6 separate regions of the Mus musculus genome follow, and regions 1, 3, 4, 5 and 6 are each linked to region 2. Evidence: chromatin contacts called from public HiChIP or PLAC-seq and promoter capture Hi-C data. All regions are on one chromosome and are shown on one strand. The core of a region is the stretch at or near the end of the contact, and the rest is flanking DNA. Distances in the headings are between cores, read along the strand shown.

Region 1 (3,970 bases), core at 421-2,920, 910 kb before region 2:
CAAAGGATGGACAGCCAGCAGATAAAGTTTTAACCTTTTTTTTCCAACATGAAACACAGAACAACAATCATTCAAACAACAAAACAAAAACAAACATAAGTAGACAGACATATGGATAAATGGTGCACAGACGATAGACAGAGAGGGAATAGAACTTGATGTTTCAAAGGGACCCAGATATCCTAACCAGAACTAAGTATATCTCCAACAGGAGCCAGAGAGGAAGCAGGACCAATTTCTTCCTGTCCCTAGGAGAGCTCTGAAATATCTTATATCTATTTTCCTTCTCTTGTGCTAAAGCGTCCTGGACAGGGGACAACTCCATTTCTGAAACCTATTCTCTTTTTCTCTCTCTCGTGTTCAAGGCCTCACTCTTTATCTCCTTCTGGGAATTCTGCCAAAGAGAGAAGAGGCACAGTGGTAGCTACCGATAGTTGTTCTCCAGCGCCCTGCTTTTCTAACTTTCCCAATTTCTCTTCAACGTGACTAATTCTTTTACTTATATATTTACCATTCCTATTTCTGGGAATTAAGGACAACATAAATGTACTTGAGCTAAGAATTTTTCTAACATCTGTTTTGGTTGTTGTTGTTTTTTGTTTTTTACTCTTTTTATTTTATTTTAAATCCTACTCCTTTCACCTGGAGCAGCTCCTGGCTGTGGACAAATGCCTATTTAGAATTCCCTCGCCCCATTATGCAGCCACACCTTAGGCGAAGCCCATGTCGGGCCAACACTTCTTCAGCCTAGCCTGTATCCTCCTGAAAGCACTTTTTTACAGCAGCAGTTTCAAAAAATAAAATTTATGGCTAGCACTAGCATTAATGCTGCATGTTGCTTACAGTGCTTCATGGATACTTTCACTTTTCTTCTGTTTTCTGTGGCGCTCCACCCAAGACAGCACTTCTCAGTAGTCCCCCCTTCACCCCCACCCCAGTTTTCAAGTCCATCTGTAGCCATCTAGCAGCCATGGTTGAACTGGGTTTACCTGAAACGGGGGCTAGAAATAAGGTAAAGGGGTGAGAGAAGGATGAAGCTAAGACAAAGGTTCTGATCAAGGCTCAAAGTTTGATAATAAGCTTTGTGTTTATAAAGGAAAAAAAAAACCCACAAAATCCATCCACTTCTTCAGCTTGAGTATGTTGTAGCAGCAAGGTCAGCGCAAAAACCTTAAAGTTCCCATGGGTACCTGCAATTGCAGCCAAGACAGATGTCTGTGTCCAGGTTGATAAGGTCTGTTTAGCCTGCTGAAGGCTGGGAATACTGCTCATCCTTTTCATGGCTGGGAAAGGCTTACCCAAAGCTGAGAAGGCTACACTGGGACACAGGCACTGACCACCTTTCTTTATTTTTCTGTGCCTGCTGAATAAGATCTCTACCTCCAGCCCCAGTAGTTAAAAGTCTTTTCTTCCTTTCTCACTTTAAACTTATGATCTGCTTTGTCACAAGTATGTCCATCCACTAAGTGCTGGCACACTTCTGGCATCGCTAAGTGGAGGTAGCCAAAGCATCCAGAAAGTACCAGAAAGATCAGCTGCCCAATCTGAGGCAAAGTGGCCAAGAGCCAGAGGATAGGCTAGATTGTGGGTCCGCAGGCACTCACCTGGCCTTACTTACTCTCTTCCTTTTCCTACTCGGGAGCGGCCGCACCCTGGCCTTCAGACTCCTCCCGACTCTCCGCCCCCCATAAGTATTTAAGGCCTCGGGCGCGGTTGGGGCCTCCTCATCTCTTCTCTGCTTGCTACCAGTCCGGAAATCGAGAATCTAGGAGAATCTAGGGTATGCTCTTCGGTGGGCTGAGGCGGGGGTGGGGTGGCGGGGTGGGGGTGGGGAGCTGGGGACGCAGGCGGGTGTGGCGCGCGGCGAGAGCCCTGTGGACCTGACTCGGGTTCCCTCTGCTGCACAGCGGCTTCAGCGGGCCGTGACGCAGCCAAGTGAGTCGCCTTGTGATCCCAGCCATCTGGTGACATCGCCGCCCTCCCAGATCTGCCAGAGTCCTTGGAGGCGACGGCTAGCGAGGGATGGGGGCTGCGCGGAGCCGGCCTGGCTGCTGCGCGGGGCCCCGGGGCTACAGGTGATCACGTATGTCCTTCGATCCGGAGTGAACCTGGAGACTCCAGAGACGCAGGCTGGTGACGCACTAGGACGGGCGTTGGGATCTGGGAGGTGGGGGAGAGAGACCAAGGGCTGGGTGCTCAGACCCTTTCCTGTCCAGTGTGCCTGAATCTCCCAGGGGCGCTGCCCAGGCTGTGCTGGGAAGTTTGTGACAAATCTTAAGCACCCCGGAGGCCCACAAACATAAATACTTGTGAGAAACAATTCCAGATCTTTGGGTTTTGTTTGTTTGTTTGTTTGTTTGTTTTCCCTCCTACTAAACTCACAAATTTGATATCTGTCAGGTTAGGAGAAAATCATGGGCAAAGTTTTTGACAGTTTCTGTGCCAGAAGCACTTGGCATGTGAACTTGTTTTTTCCTCCCTCCTCTTTTTGATGGACCCAGAGCCTTGTAATGCTGAGCAAGTTCTTTCCTACTGAGATACATGCCTGGTCTTCCTCCTTTCCTCCCGTTAGGTTAGGTCTTTTCTCCACATTAGGATCAGAAATATGGACAGCTAGTATTCATATGGTGTCAGAAACACTGAGTGAGGGAAAACTGGGCGAGGTTTGGCACTTATTTTTCTGACTGCTTGGGAGGCAATTGATTGTAATAGGTCTTTTCCAGAGGCTGCTCATTTCCTTCCTCCAGTGGCTTAGGAGTTGGGTGTTGGATCTAATATATCAAGTAACCTTGGGTAAAAGTATGTGTGATCAGGGACTGTGGCGCTGGGGCTTGTGGGATGATTGCTGTTATCCGTTTACATGGGGTGTGTCCTAGTGTTTCAAGGCTGCTCTGAGTAATTGTATCCGATATGGCTTGTGTCATCACGCAGAAAGGGTGTGTTTGGGGCACTCTTGGCTCCATATACCAAGTTTATTTGGCTTCCTATACCTGCATGTCTCCCCATACCATCTCATACATGGATTTTACTTTTAGTCAACATGAAGCAGAAATCAAAATCTGATAGAAAACATTGAAGGAGAACTGAGATGTGTTGCTGTATACCTGTAATCCCAGGACCCAGGAGGCTGACGCAGAGAAATGAGAGTTTGAGCCCAATCTGGACTGCATAGACTCTTTCCCCTTTCTTGTTTTCTAAACAGCATGCTAATAGGGATCATTTATCTAGCTTTTACATTGTGCTGGGTATTTACACATCTCTAAACCATTTAAAGTTCACAGGGGCACTTATATTGGTTAGATCAAATATTAAGTTATTTTACATAAGTTAACTGAACACTTGAAGATTTGGCATCTTCAGATATCAACTGATATTCTTCAGATACCCAGAAATGACTGGGTACTTAAAGTTCCATTAGTCCGTTTTTAGTTCAAAGCATCTTTAAATTAGTTTAGTGAGTCAACAGTTGTACCTCCCACCATCATCCCCTTCTCTATCCAAAAGAGCCTTCAAGCATGTGCTGTAGGGTCACATGGAATACCAACTCTCTGCTTTCTGGACATGGGATTAAGCCACACAGTCAGTCTTTGCAGACCTTTCAGCTGTGTGTTGTCATTGTGCTAGTGAAAGGGAACAGATATTTGACCCTATTGCTTATATGCCCTTCTTGGCCAACCATCTCAGTAACCACTGGCCTCCAAGTGCCATACAAATGACATCCTTTGTGTGTTCTTGCACTTGGAGAAGGTTGGTGATGATTTTCTAACTGGCAGGAGTGGAGTCACTCAGGAGACAGTACTCAGGAACACCAAAAGTTACTGTCTTGATTAGGTCAGCATCTTGGCCAGGCCATTGAAGGGCCATCCTGATTATATTGAGGTTTGCAGACCTATTCTAAAAGTGGGCAGCACCGTTCTCTGGAATGCATAAAACATTGACAGCTAATTGAGTACAAATATTCATCTCCCTT
Region 2 (3,834 bases), core at 490-2,989:
ACACACATACATATCTTCTGAAGAATGTTGAGCTTTGGCTAAAGAGAAGGAGGAAGAGAAGAGGAAGCAAGGAAGAAAACAGACAGGAGCATCTAGGTCTTCTAGCCTGCCTTCAGCAACTCTGCATTCTGGACTCTGCCTGTGAATAAGTCTCCTGAGATACCCAGATATCTCATGAGACAGTGCCCATTTGCAGTTAGACAGGAAAGACTCTGAGATGCTGAATGACACCCCAAAACAGGCTGGTGTTATCAACTCTGTTGTGTAGCAGGGAGCATTCCCCTGCAGTGACTGCTCAGGAGACCTTGTATCCTCTGCAGACACCCAGGCTGCTTTTCTCTTGAGCATGCCTCAGCTTCCAGATAAATGGACAGCTTGACCCAGACTACGTCACTGCTCCAGATGCCTTAACCCAGGTCTGAGTCACTGTGCATTCCATGACTGTGCTCTCACTGTCATATGACTCTTGAACCCTGGAAGTCTGTTTCAGAGTGCATGGTACTGTGCTAAAATACAGATCAAAAGCCTCGGGAGTCTCAGGACACCTCAACCCATGCTTCTTCCTACTCTTCAGACAGAGGGACACAGCATCCTGGGAGTATACTTAGATCCTCTGGGTCCTCCCCTGAAGTCTCCCAGGGCTCTGAGGGAAAGGTGGGGCTGCATTATATCAAATGAATTACCCTCAAGGTGGTCCTCTCATCTAACCCAGCTTGCCCCTCCTCCTGCATTCCTGCCTACCCTTAGGTCACTTTAAAGTTGCTTCTGAGTCCTTGAAGTGCTGTTTACTTCACCTAGAAGTTCTCCTACCCCATCCCTGTCACTGAGTTCAAACTCCTCCCCCTTCCAACTTCATTGGAACAGGACAGCCTCAGGGCCTCTGCTGTCCTACCCTAGTGCAGCTGCCCCACCCCGGGTCTGCTCATTACTCTTAAGTGTCACCTTTCTCTTACTGATTGCTGTCCACCATCGTCCATATTCTGGATCTCTGTGAAGTTAAGGGAGATGTCTGACACCCTAAGAGTAAGCACCTGGAAGCAGCGTCAGATAAAGGGATTACTCAGATAAATTCATCAAAGACATGATTACTGTCAGCATGGAGTGAACTGTTTTATAAATGGCAATGAGCAGTGCTCAAATTTGGACTAGAGACCTCCAGATGTTTAAAAGGACCTGATTTAAAAGAGTTCACTTTTGTAAGAAAGGAGGAGAGAAGGCTAAGGCAGTCAAATTGCCAATTGTAGGTACTGAGAAGAAGCACGGAAGGAGGCCTGTGAAGAGGCTGCTAACACCTTGCAGCCCCTAACCTGACTAGTAGAAGAGGAGCCAACACAGCCTAGGTCCCAGTCCCCAGGATCAGCCTCCCTGACACTTGGCCAGCTGGGGTTCCTCTTGGAGTCTCCTTTTTAAAATACCCATCACACACCAGCTCCCAGCTCTCTCTTTCCCTAACTTAATATTCCTGAGTTTCCCTCCTGGATTCAGCCTTTGTATTCTAAAACTGACTTATGGAGGTCCCACAACCCCAATCTGAGCCAGGCAAAAAACCTACCTGAGTAGCTGCTGCTCAATGTAGCTTTTTCAGCCTGGATGTCCCCTATAGCTTAACACAGCAGCCTTCCAGATTCAGCTGAGCCTTTTATTCATTCACTTCAGGGCAGGGACTTCCTGTTTAGTGCCTCTGGCCACCTACAGAGAGATAGGCTGCCTCCAGCTCTATCCTTTGCAAGAAGAGGACTGGTGAGGGTTGGGGAAAAAAAAACTGGGTGGGCCCTTAGAGGAAGGGAAAATAGCAGGAGTTTTTGCTGTGTGACAAAGAGAATCATTGCTGGATAGCATTCTTGGTTTGGGGTGGGGCATGGGGGATATGGAGGGTGCGCAGTATCAAAGCCCGTTTCCTTTTGTTTGTTTGTTTGTTTGTTCTTCTTGTTTTGTTTTTAATCAAGTCACCCTTTCTCTGTGTAGCCCTAGCTGTCCTGGGAATCTCACTCTACAGACCAGGCTGGCCTCAAACTCAGAAATCTGCCTGTCTCTGTGTCCGAAGTTCTGGGATTAAAGGTGTGTGCCACCACTACCCAGCTCAAAGCCAATTTCTTAAACACTAGTCCTACTCTCCTGTCAAATACTAATGCATTTCATGCTTTTCTCCTCAGTCATGAGCATTTCTTGTGAACAGAATATGTGCTCATGTATGTGGTATTCTATTACTAACCTGATGTTTCAGAGGCTCAGCCTTAAGTGTCCAAGGTGGCTGTGACTGGGGCACAGAGAACAGTCTTGCTACTCGATGCCATCTGTAGGAGTTGGATTGTGTCCAGAAATCTCAACTCAAGTGAGTCCACCATTCTTGAATTTGGCACAGAAAGAAATTTCATGAAGAGACAGTGTGAGATGGAGTTGGATTTATTGAGAAGCAAACACAAATATATTTAAAATGAGTAAAACACAAAGGGAAGAAAAGTAGGAAAACAGAGAATGAGACACACCCAAGCATGCAGGGCTCTCAAGGAGAGCATGGCTGCAGTGACTCAGCAGTAGCTTCATGTATGGCTTTGGTGGCTCTCAGATGTTACATCTTACAAAGTTGCTGAGAAACTCTCAATCTCCTTTATAGCTAATAGAGAGCCAGTATTTCTTTGTTTAGTTATTTAAGGACAAGCTTTTAAAACTACAAAGAATGAGGCTATATGAGGGCAAACTCATAAGCAGAACTTCCAGGCAGAAAGAAGTCTTGCTAGGAAATAGGAACATTAGGAGGACTTCACAGACCCAGGAAAGGCTCATCCTGTCTACAGGATCATTCATTTACTTCTCCTAGACAATATCAAATTTTGGTTTGGTTGAGCCTGAGAGCTCACACAGTTTCAACCTCTGTGGTGCACTCAGTCTAGATAAAGCTTTCCACTCCACGTGCTCTCCGTATAACCTATGGATGGGAGCTTTTCTCCCAACTCTTCCTCCCTGAAGCCCACTGGGGTGCATTTTGGATTTCTCCAGAGTGCTCATCTTCTCTGCTCAGCTCCATTTTCCACAAGAGTCTGCTAACCCCTCACCCAGCAGGGAGTGAGCACAGCTATATGACCTTTAGCCTGTGGCTCTCTTGCTCATCTTGCTTGGGGAAAGGTTTGGCTTCCTCTGCAACCTCTGTCCTTATCTGTCCTCCACGAGCAGTAGGGGATTTCAACCTCCTATTTCTTTGTTTCTCCTATTTCCTTGCTTTGACCAACAACCAGTTTGACCATCTTCTATCTTAACTCACATTCTTGGGGCTACTTTTCAGTTTGGTCCCACATCACTGAAACCGCTGGCCCATTGTTACCTTCCCCTTTGTCTTAATATCTTCTGACACAGTTTCTCCACTCTGCTCTGCTTCTCCTTCCTCACCCCAGCTTTCTCCAGAGACTTCCCTGCCATCCTCTTCTTCATCTTCCAAAAACAGGCTATGTTATTTTCTCTTATCTGGAAAGCTCTGTTCTTTTTTATTTTTTTTTTCACCTCCTGCCCCCCAATTTTATTTTCTCTGTGTAGTCTGTTTCAACGTGGATCTGCCCTTTAAAACAGTGCTCACTCTACAGAGCACAGATCCCACTGCAATACTCTTCTCCATGAACTTCATGTCCCCTAAGGAAGTTATTGAGATCATCTTCAGTGCACTTCCTGCTTGATGGCATGATGGAATGTGTTCTCCCTCTTCTCACACCTGGGGAATTTTTTGGAGTCAAAGTTTTCTATGTTTTTGCTGCTTTTGGCTTCTATACCAGAGGGCTAGAGTAGCAGCTCCCTATGTGTAATCTCTCTTCCTCGTTTTTCCTAAATAGGAGTACCTTACATAGG
Region 3 (3,527 bases), core at 356-2,855, 940 kb before region 2:
TCAGAGTTCTGCTCTTGATTCACGATGTATGTTTACAGAGCAGATTAAAAGTTTCATCACTCTAGCAGGGCACTAATCAGGTGACTTTACCATATCTCAGTCACTAAACATTACGTAGACACCCGGTGGGAACTGACCTGGAGAGTTCAAGAAACAGCAAGAAAGGTTATTTAGCTGGGCTCTGGTTTGAAGTGAGTGGCTGGTGATGCAGCCAGGGACCTGAGTGGGGGGATGATAAATAGGTCAGAGTAAAGATTTTATGCCAAGAATAACAGAAGATCTTAGGCAGATAGCTCTAAGGTTAATACACATTTTCAAAGGTTCCCAGGACTACTGTAGATGAGCAAAACACATCCCGAGATTTCCCTCAAGTAGGCACACAGCTGCCTTAGTCCGGACTTTGCAGTGCTGCTAGGCACACTCTACACTCTACCCCTAGCCTCACCGCCTCATCTGTGCTACTCAGCTCAGTTTACAAATTTGTATTACAATTGGGTGTGGCTGGCTGGGTGCATGGGGTTGAAATTTCCTCTTACTTAACTCTCGGAAGAGTAAGAAATTCGAACATAGATACAATCTCCTGATACAGGCTTTTCACTCTCAGTTACTCGCCTTAGGTGGAAACTGTAAGTTAACCAAGGTTTTGTTGTTTGTTTTTTCTTGTTTTGTTTTTGCTGTTGTGTTGTTTGTGGGGGAGGTGTGGTTGTTAACCTACAAGCCACATGAAAAGAACTTCACGATATTTAGAGATAAGCATAATTATGTCTCAACATCCAGCAGTTATTTTGATAGTTTTACTGTATCATTTTCTACACAGGCAGGCTCTATGGTGGTCATTCTAACAGCTGACATGTTATCCTGTAGTGACAGCATTGCCTGCCTGCTTTCTGTGTTCACTTAGTTTATCTTTTTCTAGAGTGCTCTTGCTCAATCGCGCTCCTCTCCCCCACCCTCCATGCTCCCTTAGAGGCTTCTGCGAGTCACAAAGTTTCAGTCTTCTGTCTCTTCCTTACTTATATTTCCAGAAATTACAGGTTACTGAAACCGATAGTTTCACATTAAGGTTACAGAAGCTGATACTTCCTTTGAGCCAGTGTTCTTTAAGGCAGAGTAAACCGCAGTTGCCAGGCTAAGGGAAGACACCCTGCACAAACTTCGCTCTGGCTCACTTCGATTTTTACCCTTTGCTAAAAAAATATGCAGAGACTCACAACTGCTCACTATACAAGAGTGGGCTGGCGAAACGCAACCATTCACGTTAAGCAGGACCTGGACCCAGTGTGGACGCGCCTGCAAATACTTAAAGGCTTGAGGAGCGAGGCACCCTGGGAACACCGGTCTACAGTTTAATATGCAAGCTGAAAACCGGAAGGGACCTCTTTAGTCCTGCATTTCCCCCAGTCCCCAAAGTTGCTTGCAGAAAGGACGCGCATGCCCCAGGGAAGCAGTGAACAGACTCTTACCTCTGCCTCCTGGAGGGAACACACGCACAATGTGACACAGCCAGTGTCTAGGGCCAGAATGCCTAGAGCTTGCCTGCACGCTTTGCCGCTGCGCCCAGGGCCGTTTTCCCCACCCGGCCCCGCCCTCACACTGACCTCTAGCGGCTTCTTGGCAACAACCCGCCCCACAACTCCCAATCAGTGGACTTCAATCTTCCCTCCCCTACTGTCTCCTTGACCTGTTCCTGCCCCACGCTGGGCTCCAGTAGTTGTGGGCAAAACCAGTTTCTCTCCTTGCTTCCGGCATCTGGCAGAAAGCCTGTGCTGGGAGATGGGAAGTGGTGCCTTCCTGCTTTGTACCTCATCCTCTACAAGCACTAATATATCCAGGCAAATCAGCACAAAAACACTGTACTACTAGGCAATCAAAAAAAAAAAAAAAAAAAAAAAAAAAAGAAATGAGTTGTGAATACATCCTGCTCCAGTCTTCAGGGAATTTCCCAGAGTAAGAGCGTCCAATCACCAAAGAATATGTATTTAATGATTCTGTTTCTTGAAAGAGTAAATTACAGGAATAGGGAATCAGAGTAGTGGTTGCAAAGATTTAGGAGTTAAAGAACAATCTTTGTGTTGAAGGATGCATTCTTTGCCTATCCTATCAGTGTCCACGTCACGGTAAGCCACTCTTGCCAGATGTCGTCAATGGAGAAAACAGTGAAACTGATATATAGGTAAAAATACAATAGTTAATTAAAAAATGTTGCGGGGCCTAGCAAACACAGAAGTGGATGCTCACAGTCAGCTAATGGATGGATCACAGGGCTCCCAATGGAGGAGCTAGAGAAAGTACCCAAGGAGCTAAAGGGATCTGCAAACCTATAGGTGGAACAACAATATGAACTAACCAGTACCCCGGAGCTCTTGACTCTAGCTGCATATGTATCAAAAGACGGCCTAGTCGGCCATCACTGGAAAGAGAGGCCCATTGGACACACAAACTTTATATGCCCCAGTACAGGGGAATGCCAGGGCCAAAAAGGGGGGGTGGGTGGGTAGGGGATTGGGGGGCTGGATATGGGGGACCTTTGGGATAGCATTGAAAATGTAAACGAGGAAAATACCTAATAAAAAAAATTTTTAAAAAAATGTTGCAAGACCAAGTAGTTGCAGAAGCTGGGCAAAGGAGCTGGTAGAACTTTAGGTGAAAAATTGTGTGTGTGTGTGTGTGTTGTTGGTTTTCTGGCTTTCTATCCACAGTGACATCTTACCAATTCAAGGAATGGTGGTATGGCTGATCTCTCTGCTACCATTTTCCTTATATTAAGAAGTGGATTACTGCATTCCCCGGCAGGGTCAGGGCTGCCAGTGAGCCTTGGCCTGGAGATGGTCTACATTTTCTAATAGAGATGCAGGTGTAAGTGCCTCAGCCCCTGTGGGATCATGCATGACTGGAGTACAGCAGCATCTGTGAACAAGAACTCACAGACACACTCTACGTAAGCTGCTCTTCGCCCGCCCGGGACCGGGACTGGAAGCTGAGTGGTACTCTCTGGTGTACATAATGGTGTAGGCTGAATGGAAGTTGAACAGTAGGACAGTTCACTAGGAACACAATCTTCAATAGAATAACTGAGCTTTCTGCCCATCTGGTATTGTTTCAGTTACAGCAAACCAAATAAGATCACCGTCATTGTATGCTGACTTTCAGCTCTAGGTCATGCTATCAAAATGAGATGCACTGATAATAAATATTGCTCCAAGGGATTTCCAGTTAATCATGTGTGTCACTTTGATGTTGCAGAAATGGACAAATGGAATTAGGAATAGCAGGCAAGGAGGCAGGAAAGTCTATCAGAACCTTCCTCAACTCCTCACCTTGAATATTTTATTATTTCAGAATAAAATGGCTACTGTATGGCTACTTTATTTTTTTCAAGTTTTTCTTTTTCTTTTTTTTTCTTGGATATTTCCGTTATTTACATTTCAAATGTTAATCCCCTTTTTCAGTTTCTGCACCTCCCAGAAACCCCCTATCCCACCCTCCCTCCCCCTGCTTTTATGAGGGTGTTCCAATACCCACCTACC
Region 4 (3,893 bases), core at 1,333-3,832, 530 kb before region 2:
GCTGTCCACCCTATGTAGATATCCTCTGCTGGTGTTCTGCTCCTTTGTTATAATTACTTTACAGGTCTGTCTCCACATGGGACCTGCTGCCACAGATCCATCTGAGACAGCGCCATCTCCTGCGACCTACAGACAAAAAAGCTGCCTTCCTCCAAAAATCTCATCTGACTGAGGACTCCCAAGACAAGTGCTAAACCACAGAAGACAGACTTGGGACCTTCCAGCTAGAGATGGACTCATTTGCCAAAGCCAAATGGCTGCTGAACTTTGGGGAAAGTTACATGATAGTGAGGAAAACATAATGTCTATCTAGATTAATTAATTGATGTTCAAAATGGATGCTATCGCCCTCAATTTGTACTACCCATGGAACAAATAATTGGTTGTACAATCTCTTGCCTTCTCAACCCTCAACTCTCAACTCTTAACCCTTAACCCTTTTTACTACTCTGGCTTTGTTCTTACTTCTCCAGGCTATACATTTTTTTCTGATACTTCCATCCACTCTAAATTTTCACCACTGACACAGTCACATCAGTGACACCCACCCCTTTTTTTCTTATAAAAACAGAGGGGGAGTTGTGGGGAATTGGGGTATGCACAGACAGGCTGGTCTCCAGTCGAGCTGAGGTCAGAACCCCGAAGGGTAATAATTCACCTACATGACACGGTAGGCGTTCCCTCATGCTCCTGGAACTCTGGCTCCTGCCTAAGTTGGTGTGGCCCACAGCCCCCACAAGAGAAGCATGGCTAGAAGTCACATAGGCAACGTTCCAAGCTTCTGACCTTCAGGCTAAACTCCTCTCCAGTTACCTAGCAACAGTAAAGACCATAAAAGGGCTGTTCAGCACCACCTCACTCTCTTACTTCTCACTTTCTTACTTCTTACCCCTCACAATCACCCCCTTTCTCCTCTCTCTTTTGCTACACCCACTCCAAAGAACTCTGCTTGACAAGCAAAAAGGCCTGAAGGCAGTCATGAGGCAAACAGTTTCAAGGAAACTATGCCTCCTAGAACCTTGGCATTCCAATAGCCTGTATACACAAACCCTGTCCCCTTGTTAGTCTGGTGTATGGATACACATGCTCTCTTTCAGTATTGTTTTATTATAAGTGCCTTTAAGGATTGATTCTTGACATATAGCTAAGCCTCCACTAGTGTTCCAATGGTTCCTAGAAAATCCTTGAAGTCAAAGGTGAGCTTGAGGAGCAGTAAGAATGTTACCTATTCAGTAACATTCGAATTCACTTCTAGTAGAAACCCTGAAAATAATCAAGCATTACAAAGAACAGATCTAGAAAAGCTCAGGGCTAATCTGCATAGTGATTACTTAGGACAATAGCTGAGTTGCACCCAAACACAGGAATACACAATGTCCTAGCAAATAGGTGGTTTGTCCATGAAAGATTTAGTGGAAGGGCATTCCCCTGGTACAGGTTTCTTCACTAGGCCCAGTGGAATAGCATAATCAGGAATTTACTAAAGAACCCCTGATGGTGGGTTTAACAATAGACTAGCATTGCATCAGAGCATTCACCTGGCACCATTTTAAGTGGTAAATGTGGCCTGGTTCCCTCCATCTTTTGATGTATGCATTCCTTTTGTTTTGTGTCACTGTAACTTGGCAGATGTGTTCTCCTGGTTGTTTGTTTGTTTGTTTGTTTGTTTGTTTGTTTTTCTTCTGTATAAAAAAGCCTGGTGTTCGTTTGGACATTACATTCAGACCCAACACATTCTCTCCTGTCTGCCTCTGTCTGTACCCCATTCTCACCGACTCTATGCCCATCTGTCCAAGACACTGATTCCCATGGATTGAGGGGGGCTGACTGAGCCCGGTCCATGACACTCTTTGTCTTCTCTCCTCTCTCCTCTCTCTTTGTCCTCTCCTCCCTCCCTCTTACTCTCTTTCTCTCTAACCTTCCCCCTCTCTCTTCTACCTTCTCTCTTTCTCCCTGCCTTTCTATAATAAAGCTCTAAAACCATAGAATGTCTCTGCTCATCAAGACCCACTGAGCTTGGAGGATGAGATAGGCTTTCTCCTAATGAGCCGTTTCTAATCTCTTGATGGAAGGCCTTCCTGTGCTCCAGTCAAGATCCGCTGCACTCACTCTTGCTGGTGTTGGGAACCTTACTTCCCTCATTCCTCTTTCCCATAACCCCAGTGGCTTTAGCTAGGGCTCCCAGTAGGGCTGCCCTTTTGCCACCCCGAAGAGTGGGTCAGAGGCTTAAATGCTCACCCGGGGATGAGTGGTAAGTGTATAGCAGCCCTTCCATGCCTGACTGATGAGAGAATAGGTAAAACTCTGACGGGGTCCTTCCCCCTCTTCCCCAGGGCCCCCTATTTTAGTTCCCAGCACATACTTATCAAAATAAATTAGACCTTGTGGCTACAGATGGCCTGCTTGTCTGTGCATAGTAGCTGTTGTGATGTTACTGGTCAAGAACACAGATAAATTGACTCTAGGACAGAATTTGGTAATTCTGTGAGAATTCTAGAGAGCATGGTTCACTAGCCCCCTGACTGATGACTGACTAACGCTCACATGACTCATTACCAGACTCTATTGCTTAACTCTGAAAGAGTCACTTCTCCCTGACCCTCGCATGTCTAAATTCAGTTACCATGCTCACAGAACGAGACATAGAGTCTCCTGTACATGACTGTCAGCAAATTCTTGCTGAGGCACATAGGTGACATGAAGATCTACAGACAAGCCACTAGAGGGCACAGATGTTACCTGGTTAACAGATGTGAACAGCTATCTAGAAAAAGAAATGAGACATGCTGGAGCAGTTGTGGTAGACAGACACCAAGTTATCTGGACAAAGGTCCTGCTAGAGGACACATTAGCCCAAAAGGCAAAACTGATCGTCCACACTAAGGTCCTGGAAATAAGAAAAGAAAAAAGACTCAATGTCTACATGGATAGCAAGTATGCTTTGGCCACAGCCCATGTCCATAGGGCCATATATCAACAGAGGGGTCTACTGAGAACTGGAGGAAAAGAAATTAAGAACAATGAGAAAATACCAGCTCTCCTGAGGGACCTCCATGACCCTGCCAAGGTAAACATCATCCACTGTCCTAGTCACCATTAGACAGATACCATGAAAGCAAGGGACGACAACATGGCAGACCAAGAATTGTTGCAGCCATGACCCTGCTGGTGCTCCTGGCAACAGAGCCCAAGTTTGCCTATACAGCAGAGGATTTAACCCTCATTTCCAAAGATTATAGTTACCAGTTCAACAAAAATAAGAGACTGTGGTATACCTCCAGGGGAAAGAAAATTCTGCCATAAAGACAAGCAGAGTCTATGCTCAAAAAGATGCACTTAGGGATAAGCAAGCTCATCCAGACATTCTCCAAGACTAAGTACCATGTATGAGGTTTAAAACACCTTGTGGAGCAGGTGTTGCACAAGTGTGTGCCCTGCTAAAATGTCAATGTCTGCCACATTACAGTGGATCCAGGGAAAAGGTACCGGGGAGACAAACCTGGCATCTATGGCAAGTAGACTTTACCAACGAAAATATGGGTATAAATACCTTCTTGCCTTTGTGAATATGATCTCGAGATGCATAGAAGCTTTTCACTGTAAAAATGAGACTGCTCAGATAGTCGTCAAGAAAATTATTGAAAAAAATTTCCAAGTTTCAGAATGCCAAAAGCAATAGGGTCAGATAATGGCCTTGCCTTTGTTGCCCAAGTAAGTCAGGGGGTGGTCAAGTATTACAGGTCAAATGGGAATTACATTGTATGTACAGACCTCAGAATTCAGGTCAGGTAGAAAGGATGAATAGAACCCTAAAAGAGACCTTGACAAATTAACCATGGAGACTGGCACAGACTGGGTGGTGTTCCTCCCCCCTGCCCTATTTAGAACCAGAA
Region 5 (3,837 bases), core at 902-3,401, 970 kb before region 2:
TTTCACAAAAGGGCATTGAACAAGGAATCAAACCACCAACAAAAGACAAGGTGGAATAAAATTTAACAAAGTATGATCAAACACATCAGCACATTGTGGTCTGTGAATTAATTTATCAAGACTATTTTCAATTTACAAATAAAGAAATTACAAGTTGAGGTTAAATGATTCACCCGAATTGAATTCACCTTACCCCTTCTCTCAGGCTTTCACTCTCAGTTCTTTAATATTTTTTTCTAGAAAGGCAACTAATAATTTTCTTTTGAAAACCCCCAATGCAAAGACGAAATTGTTGCCAGGCATAGTGTGCCATGGTATTCCAGGCATAGTGACACATGCCTTCCATCCGGACACCAGGAAGACAGAGGCAGGTAGATCTCTGGGAATTCAAGGCCAGCCTGGCCTTCTACATAGCTAGCTTCAGGATAGCAAAGGCTACACAAAGAGACCCAGTCTCAAAAACAATAAACAAACAAACAAACAAACATATAAAATCATATGGACTTACCCAGATTAATTGAATATTCTACATTTTAAAAACATGGGGATGTACAGATTAAATTTAAAAAAAACTTAGTATTATATCCATGTTTTTATAGTAAGACACATCTGCCAGAATGATATCCTACCGATGTGTGGGAAACTATATATTTGCTTCAAATTCCAGATCCTACTGGAGATATTAAGGAGACATTAACTAAGGTGTAATAGTACTGTGCCCAGTTTGTAAGTTGTTACCTTGGGCACATATCTTATTACAATCTTGAAAGCTTAACATTATGTGTAAGGCTCAAAGTAGCAAAGAATGAGAAAAATGGAAATTAAAGTTAAGAATTGTTACTACTGTTTTTGTCAGTCATACAAACAAAACATCCCAAATTTCATTTTCAATAAGACTAGTATATTTCTACATACAATACAGCTGTGATAGTTCACCTTTCTCACAAGCCTTAGTAGTATCTTTCCAGGGGCTACAGAATTACACAATTAAGTCATTGCATCCCAAAGTTCACTCTACCATCGAGTCTTCATGTGTTAAGAAAGAATACTTTCCTAAAGGTCTTTTGTGGAATTTCTTGATTAAAACAGCTTCAACTCTTTGCACAAAGTAAAAGAGCAAGAAAATCAAATGATCTGCAAGACACAAAGAATGAGTCACCCTGGGCTGCACCATCCATCCTCAGTGGGCTCTGTCCAACGCTTAGGTGAGGAGGATGTGGCTTATCTTTTTCACAACTCAGAAAAGGTCTGCAGCAACCCATAAATGCAAATGCTACTGAGGACCAGAGAAGCCTTGGATGTTTGACACTGGTCTCTCGTTGAGGTCGTAGATCACTCCTGATTTGCCAGCTCACCTCAAAAATAACGATGAAAGCTACCGACTGCTCTGCCACCTGCTGCCCCAAGACAACAGGAATAGACCCTTTTAAAGAGCTGGTAGGTCCAGGGTTGATAGGTTACATTTAGGTAGTCTTGTTGGGGTCCTAAAGCTTCAAGAAGCTGTCATTCCTACCAAAATAATCGTTCCATAGTCACTCTGTAACCATGGCTACGGCGCACCTTCAGTCTCGACTTGAGCTAAAACGACCTCAAGAAGAGTCCAACCTCCCGCTAGATGACAGCAAGTTCCGCGCTTTTCGATTTCCGGGAACGTTTGAAGTCCCGCCCGCCACCCGGCTTCCGGAAACAACGAGCCCCGCCCTCCGGTCCACGCGCAGAAATCGCGCGGCCTCCGCCCCTTCCGGGAAACCAGCTTCTGAGGAAACTAGCGGCGGCGCCCCTGGCCTCGACCCCCGCGCTGACTTACCTCAGAGGCCTTCCCGCGGCCAAGTACCCCGGCCTAGGTGAGGAAGGACGGGCGGTGGACGTCAGGAGCGGCGCCTCGCCGTGGCTGCCCGGCCGGGACGGCCCTGGGCCCTGACGAGGACCGGTCGGAGTTCGGTGCTGAAGTGGCGCCCAGCCACTCGCAGGTCCCCCACAGCCTGCCGCCTCCCGCCGCGTCCAGCTCGCACCTCCGCGGGTCCGCACCGCCGCTGGACTCCCGGGAGGTGAGCGGCACCGACACCCGCGCTCCCGAGGCCGTTCCGGGGGCCGCTGGTCCTCCTCTAAGGACTACTGGGGTGGTGCTAGGCTGCGGCCGCCCCTGTCTCCGCCTCTGCTCACGCCCCGGGGCTGTGTGCACGGGCGAGCGCCAGCCTCCCAGCTGGGCATTGAGCTCTACTGAGCATGCCAGGTTCGCAGCACGACCATCCCGGAGGCCCGCGGGCGGAAGGAATGGCACTTTTGCCTTGCTTTCTGAGCGAGTTCTGAGAGAGCCCTTAAAAAAAATAATACGGCGGTCATAGCTGCTATATGTCAGGGCGGAGACCGCTTGGCCCGCTAGATAGCGCTGTGTGCGACAGTGGCCTTTGCAAGCTTTGTGGGTTCAGAGGTGACACGGTGACAGAACCACTGGTAAATTATCGTTCGTCCACCACAGCAGCCTGTCGAGGAAGAAACGTGATTAATTTGTAGCCCTCGAAAATAGTAGTTGAAACCCCAAGCAGAAACTGTGTTGCTGCAGGTGTCATTAAGAAGAAAGTTGCACGATAGTCCAGTGATCCCTTATTGTCAAAAGATAAATATGACAAGACAGAGAGAGGGCCACAAAAGACACGATAAAGGAGTCTTATTAAACCATACACACGACCACTTTAAGAAAATTCACAGCCATTTTACCAGATACCTCACCATACAAATAAGCATTAAAAAGATGCTCAATGTCAAAGGACATTAGGGGAACTCAACTTTGATGTAGAGTACACATAAAATGCCCCCAAATCCCAAACATTCACCGATGTTAACAAAAACGTACACTAACTGAAAATCACATACATTCCTGCAAAGAATGCAAAACCTTTATGGTTACTGTATGATTTATCAGTTTCACATACAGGTATGTACCCAAATGAACATACATCTAGTGTATAAACACATGTACTTAAGTTGGGTTTTTTGTTTGTTTGTTTGTTTGGAGTTCTTTCCGGGTGGGATTGGGTGTGTGTGTGTGTGTGTGTGTGTGTGTATAAAACTCCACATATGGGAGGCCAGGAGCCCACCTCCAGTTAGCTCCTTCTTACAATGCATCTTTTTCTTTTCCATACAAGGTATTACTTTTACCTTTTGCTTGTGGAATGGACTAAGCTGTCTGGCCAAGGCAAGAGGCACCAGGGGTGTCTCCATGGCCAGTTTTGTTTGTTTGTTTCTGTATGAGTGCTGGGGATTGAACTCAGATCCATATGTTGCCATGGAAAGCACTTTGCTGAAGGAACCATGAGCTATCTTCTTCAGGTTCCTGTACATTGTTTTTCCTTAAGTTTTTTGTTTGTTTTATTTACGAGTGTGTATATAATAGAGTGCAGATTCTCCTAGAGGCCACAGAAAGGTATCAGGTCCCCTGAAGTTAGAGTTTACAGGTGAACTGTCTGGTGTGAGTCTGGGAACCAAACTTGGGGTCCTCTGCAAGAGCAGTATGTGCTTTTAACAGCTGACTCACACTTCCAGCTCCTGTATCTGAAAAATTTAAAGGTTTATTTGATATGTCTGAGTGCTTTGATTGCACGTTTGTGCACCACTTGCATGCCTGGCGTCCATGGAGGTCAGAAGAGGGCATGGGATCTCTTGGAATTGGAGTTATGGATAGTTGTGAGTCACCATATGAGTGCCAAGACCCAGGTCCTCTGCAAGAACAACTACTGAGCCATCTCTCCCATTACTGTATTTAACTTTTGCAGCAGCTTTTCATAATTGCCAAAACTTGAAAGCAAATAAGTTACATTTCAATAGCTCTAGTAAATC
Region 6 (3,586 bases), core at 699-3,198, 880 kb before region 2:
GCCTCCTCTTTCCCAATGCTGGGATTAAGGGAGTGCACCGAGTACTGCCTGTCCTCTTCTGTAAGCACCTGTCTGGTTCCCGTTAGCGATTTTTATCTGAAAACTTGGCAGCATTGTTTTCCCTGCCTGGTTCCCACTCCTGCCAGGCTTCCACACTGCTGTGAAGCAAGCTTTCCTATCTTAATTCTGAGGATGTTGCTACATGCTCCAAAGTGTGTAAACCCACTGGCATGATGTCATGAATATAAAACAGTCTAGTATCTAAGCTAAATTGCTTCCTACTTAATGATATCTTATGAGCTATAGGGTTCCTGTGGTATAGGCACACTTCCATGTTTCCCAGCCTGCACAGTTGGAACATTCTCTCCTGTGTGTCATTTACTCAGCTCATCCCGAGTCTTCAGTTCTGTCCTAGTGCTAAGGACTCTGACATCACTTTTAGTCCATATTCCCAAAGGTAAACCTGCCGTTCCTGCTTCTACTTGTTCTTGCCCCTGTATTCAGCACAGGTACTGCACATACCACAACATATGTCATCTGCTAGCCCATCTGTGCTGAGGGCAGAAACTGTATCTTCTCTATTCTGCTTCCAAGTGGCTCCTGGATGGTTCTGTAAGTAGAGTAAGTCTGTAGAACAAATGAAACAATTACATCACATCTGGCAAGCCATTGGCACCATTTTTCCAATACTACCCAGCTATATAATAAAATTTCTTAAAGCTGATGCTCACACATAAACTTTCTGAAAAGACAGGATTGTGATTTTTCTAGAGGATTTTGCCTACCTATGAAGTTATGGTAGTTAGCTCATAGGCTGAGAAGAACCTCTGTCCTTGTGAAGGTCTTAGTTGTTTTGAGACAAGCTGACGGCCCTTTAAAACAGGAAGGGAAACAGTGTTTTGGAGGCAAAGTTTGAGAAACGCTGTAGTGATAACTAGACAATAGAATCCTGTTATACCCAATTGCTTTCTCTGTGGGCTCAGCAAACAGATGCCTTCCTCATAAGAGCCTGGAGTGCTGTGCTTTAAGTGTCTCCAGCACAACTCATGATGAAGCCAATCCCTCATGTGAAGTATTAGGAGGTGGGTGGGGGGTTTGTGGAATGATGAGGTCATAAGAGCTTTGCTATAACTCACCTAATGCATTTATCAACTTGACAAATGCAGAATGAGAAGGCTGGTGAAACCACACTCTAGTCCTCTGTAGGAAACCACCCAGAGCCTCCAGCTCCTGTTGAGCTTGCTGTTAGAAAAGGCATTCTTAGAAAAGGCATTCAGGACCAGAAAAATCCGCAGCTGGATTGGCAACCGGGTGGCCAGGAGACAAAGGGTGGGCTGCTGCATTGTTAGGCTCAGGTAACCTAGCCCTGCCCTCTGCATTTCCTAACACAATAGGCCAGCGCCCAGAGCTCCAGTCTCCACCTGCCTCTCCACCCAGCCAGTAGCCCTGGGCACAGCCAGTACCTTTCAGATCTCTGCTCATCTTGCTATCTCCAGGTGAACCTAGTGTCGGGGTAGGCTAGGCTGATGCAGGCTTTGGCACAGGGCGCTGGGGACGAGGGTGGCAGGAGCGGGTGTGGCGTTGGCCTAGAGACCTGCGATCAGGGGTAGGGGTTTCATCTTGAATTATGCAGTTGCTGCAGTGGTTCTTTGACACTGTCTGGAGAGTAAGTCTCCTTGTGTTCTGGGCCAGCTGGTGGCCACGCCTTCGGCTCTGATGCAAGGGGCGTTGGTCAGTTCAGCACCCACTGAGGAGTTGATTTGTTCACGATGGGGTCGGTGTCCCAGATCCGGATCCACATGTGACTGCTTGCCCAGACTTGGAGATCCAGGACTCATGACACGAGAGACAGTCTTTGGAATCTCAGAGGGCGGGGACCAGGGGTGGGGAGGTGGGAGGAGGTGGGGATGAAGAGGCCTGGGAGTGAGTGTCAAGGGTTTTGGACCTGCTTTTATAGACGTTATGGTCTTTGTGAAGTTAGGCTCAAACGACAAGTCTTTGGAGGCCCTCAGTGTAAGAAGAAGGATACTGGTAAGGAGCTGACCTGATCACTTTGATATGCTTTCTACTAAACTCTTGTCAGGCGAAGTGTTAAGGATCCAGTGTCTGCCTAGACACGCAGAAAGTTTTAATCTGATTTCTGTTCCAGATTAGATTGAGTTATCTTTTCTCTCCCTTTCTCTTTGTTTTGTTGGCAGACTCACAGCCTTGCTGTGCTGAGCTTGCTCTGCCCCTTAGTAACAGACCTGAAATGTCCCTTTCTCTTAAAATTGTTTTGAGAATTAAAAGTACAGAAAAATAGCATTCTTGTGGTTTCAATATTACTGGAAATTTTAGGTAGCCCTATTTGGAGGACCACTTGTCTCTAGGAAAATTGAGTTTCTCTAATAGTTCTTAGATTCCTTATTTATTTACTTATTTATTTATTTAGAATAGACACAGAAGGAAACTAGAACACGGTTTTATTAGAGTTTGAAAGAAATGCCAGAGAACAGCTTCTGAGGGTTTTGAGACGGAGTAGAGGAGGAGACAAGGCCTTGCTAATTGAGTGAGGGTGAAGGTTCAGCAAGCAGCCAAATGGCAAAAAGGGACAGCGAATACAGAGCTAGGAAGACATCTTTAAGCTGTGGCCAGGAATCAGAAAGTAAGAGACAAAAGGGAGAAAAAAGAGAAAAACCAAGGCTTTTCCAGGTCTTGACTCAGAAAGATGGCCAGAGCAAACAGAGCCTCACAGCAGCTTGGGAGGGACATAACAGATTCGGGCTTTTGGGAAGGGAAAGTGCATTATCTTCTCAAGGGATAATTATTACCCTCATATATTTATCTTGGCACCAGCTGGATCTCCTTCCGAGGTGTGGTCTCTTAGGCAGTTGATTAGTACTGATTGTTTTTGAGTAGCCTGGAATGTTAGACATACCCAGCCCATAGCTAGAGTTCATTCTCTTGATCTGAAACAGCTTTTCTTTAATGGGCCTCATCAGAGAGCTGTGTAGAAGGCTAAGGCTACTGTAACATTCTTCTCTCTGAAGAGGTATCATTAAACCAGTTACAAGGGGTAAAGTTGGAAATAGATGTAACCCCCCCTTTTGGTTTTGGTTTTGTTGCCTCCCCAGGGTTTCTCTGTATAACAGCCCTGGCTGTCCTGGAACTCACATTGTAGACCAGGCTGGGCTTGAAATCAGAGATCCACCTGCTTCTACCTCCTGAGTGCTGGGATTATAAGCAATATAACTCATTTTAACCATGAAAATCTAGGGATCTAGTTCTATAGCTATTCACTAGAAGGATTTACTCTCTGGACTGGAGTTTGGTTCTGCCCTCACAGGTATCAAGGGCAATTAGACTCTTGAGCTCCCTTCTGGAGTCCTGGTCAGGTGATCAGGGGCATTACAGGAACTGATACTTTTGGGGTCTCTGATCCCCAAGTGCCTAGTCAGTTTTTATGTTCTTTTCTTATCATAGGAACACATGAGGAGAATTGTGAGGGAATGCTGGGTGAAGTTTAGTAGTTTGTGTGTGTGTGTGTGTGTGTGTGTGTGTGTGTGTGTGCATGTGGAAGGGAATTGCTTCGTGACTTGACTATTCC

What was found. Promoter capture Hi-C pulls out the DNA fragments that hold promoters and counts their contacts. HiChIP or PLAC-seq counts read pairs in DNA pulled down with a chosen protein or histone mark.
Region 1: a promoter capture Hi-C map of embryonic stem cells shows a contact between it and region 2, with 3 times the contacts expected there. The contact joins the promoter of 1110046J04Rik here to the promoter of Serpinb9b in region 2. A contact is called at or near these places in 2 of 39 promoter capture datasets (cranial neural crest and embryonic stem cells), 6 of 115 datasets of contacts at active chromatin or transcription factors (the 230-238 cell line, embryonic stem cells, extraembryonic endoderm stem cells and 3 more) and 1 of 9 other capture datasets (macrophages).
Region 3: an H3K27ac HiChIP or PLAC-seq map of embryonic stem cells shows a contact between it and region 2, with 3 times the contacts expected there. The contact joins the promoter of Nqo2 here to the promoter of Serpinb9b in region 2. A contact is called at or near these places in 7 of 39 promoter capture datasets (the 3T3-L1 cell line, 3T3-L1-derived adipocytes, the SN4741 cell line and 3 more) and 1 of 115 datasets of contacts at active chromatin or transcription factors (embryonic stem cells).
Region 4: a contact with region 2 is called in an H3K27ac HiChIP or PLAC-seq map of embryonic stem cells, with 4 times the contacts expected there. The contact joins the enhancer-like site here to the promoter of Serpinb9b in region 2. A contact is called at or near these places in 2 of 39 promoter capture datasets (both in the 3T3-L1 cell line), 1 of 15 datasets of contacts at CTCF or cohesin (large pre-B cells) and 1 of 115 datasets of contacts at active chromatin or transcription factors (embryonic stem cells).
Region 5: a contact with region 2 is called in an H3K27ac HiChIP or PLAC-seq map of extraembryonic endoderm stem cells, with 5 times the contacts expected there. The contact joins the promoter of Ripk1 here to the promoter of Serpinb9b in region 2. A contact is called at or near these places in 4 of 39 promoter capture datasets (the 3T3-L1 cell line, embryonic stem cells and stem cell-derived epiblast-like cells), 1 of 15 datasets of contacts at CTCF or cohesin (large pre-B cells) and 2 of 115 datasets of contacts at active chromatin or transcription factors (extraembryonic endoderm stem cells and large pre-B cells).
Region 6: an H3K27ac HiChIP or PLAC-seq map of embryonic stem cells shows a contact between it and region 2, with 4 times the contacts expected there. The contact joins the promoter of Serpinb6c here to the promoter of Serpinb9b in region 2. A contact is called at or near these places in 13 of 39 promoter capture datasets (the 3T3-L1 cell line, 3T3-L1-derived adipocytes, cranial neural crest and 8 more), 1 of 484 Hi-C or Micro-C datasets (the AML12 cell line), 3 of 115 datasets of contacts at active chromatin or transcription factors (differentiating embryonic stem cells, embryonic stem cells and extraembryonic endoderm stem cells) and 1 of 9 other capture datasets (embryonic stem cells).

The regions. Positions count from the first base shown.
Region 1 is chr13:33,933,732-33,937,701 of GRCm38.p6, reverse strand. It overlaps 1110046J04Rik (RIKEN cDNA 1110046J04 gene), which reads right to left and starts at 1,670. Exons shown (of 5, transcript NR_040707.1): 1 at 1,605-1,670. Serpinb6a (serine (or cysteine) peptidase inhibitor, clade B, member 6a) reads left to right here and starts at 1,619. Exons shown (of 7, transcript NM_009254.3): 1 at 1,619-1,780.
Region 2 is chr13:33,025,319-33,029,152 of GRCm38.p6, reverse strand. Serpinb9b (serine (or cysteine) peptidase inhibitor, clade B, member 9b) reads right to left here and starts at 1,739. Exons shown (of 7, transcript NM_011452.3): 1 at 1,553-1,739.
Region 3 is chr13:33,962,737-33,966,263 of GRCm38.p6, reverse strand. Nqo2 (N-ribosyldihydronicotinamide quinone reductase 2) reads right to left here and starts at 1,605. Exons shown (of 7, transcript NM_001163241.1): 1 at 1,464-1,605. It also overlaps a transcript of Serpinb6a not described here.
Region 4 is chr13:33,560,575-33,564,467 of GRCm38.p6, reverse strand. It overlaps Gm6093 (predicted gene 6093), which reads left to right. Exons shown (of 3, transcript NR_131141.1): 3 at 65-1,982. Among named protein-coding and RNA genes, the nearest start is that of Gm6093, 6.8 kb to the left of the region's middle. Within about 2 kb of position 2,582, at least 34 of the 459 cell types and tissues checked have an H3K27ac peak or open chromatin away from gene starts, as enhancers often do.
Region 5 is chr13:34,000,677-34,004,513 of GRCm38.p6, reverse strand. Ripk1 (receptor (TNFRSF)-interacting serine-threonine kinase 1) reads right to left here and starts at 2,151. Exons shown (of 11, transcript NM_001359997.1): 1 at 1,808-2,151. It also overlaps a transcript of Serpinb6a not described here.
Region 6 is chr13:33,903,553-33,907,138 of GRCm38.p6, reverse strand. It overlaps Serpinb6c (serine (or cysteine) peptidase inhibitor, clade B, member 6c), which reads left to right and starts at 1,948. Exons shown (of 7, transcript NM_001382852.1): 1 at 1,948-2,031.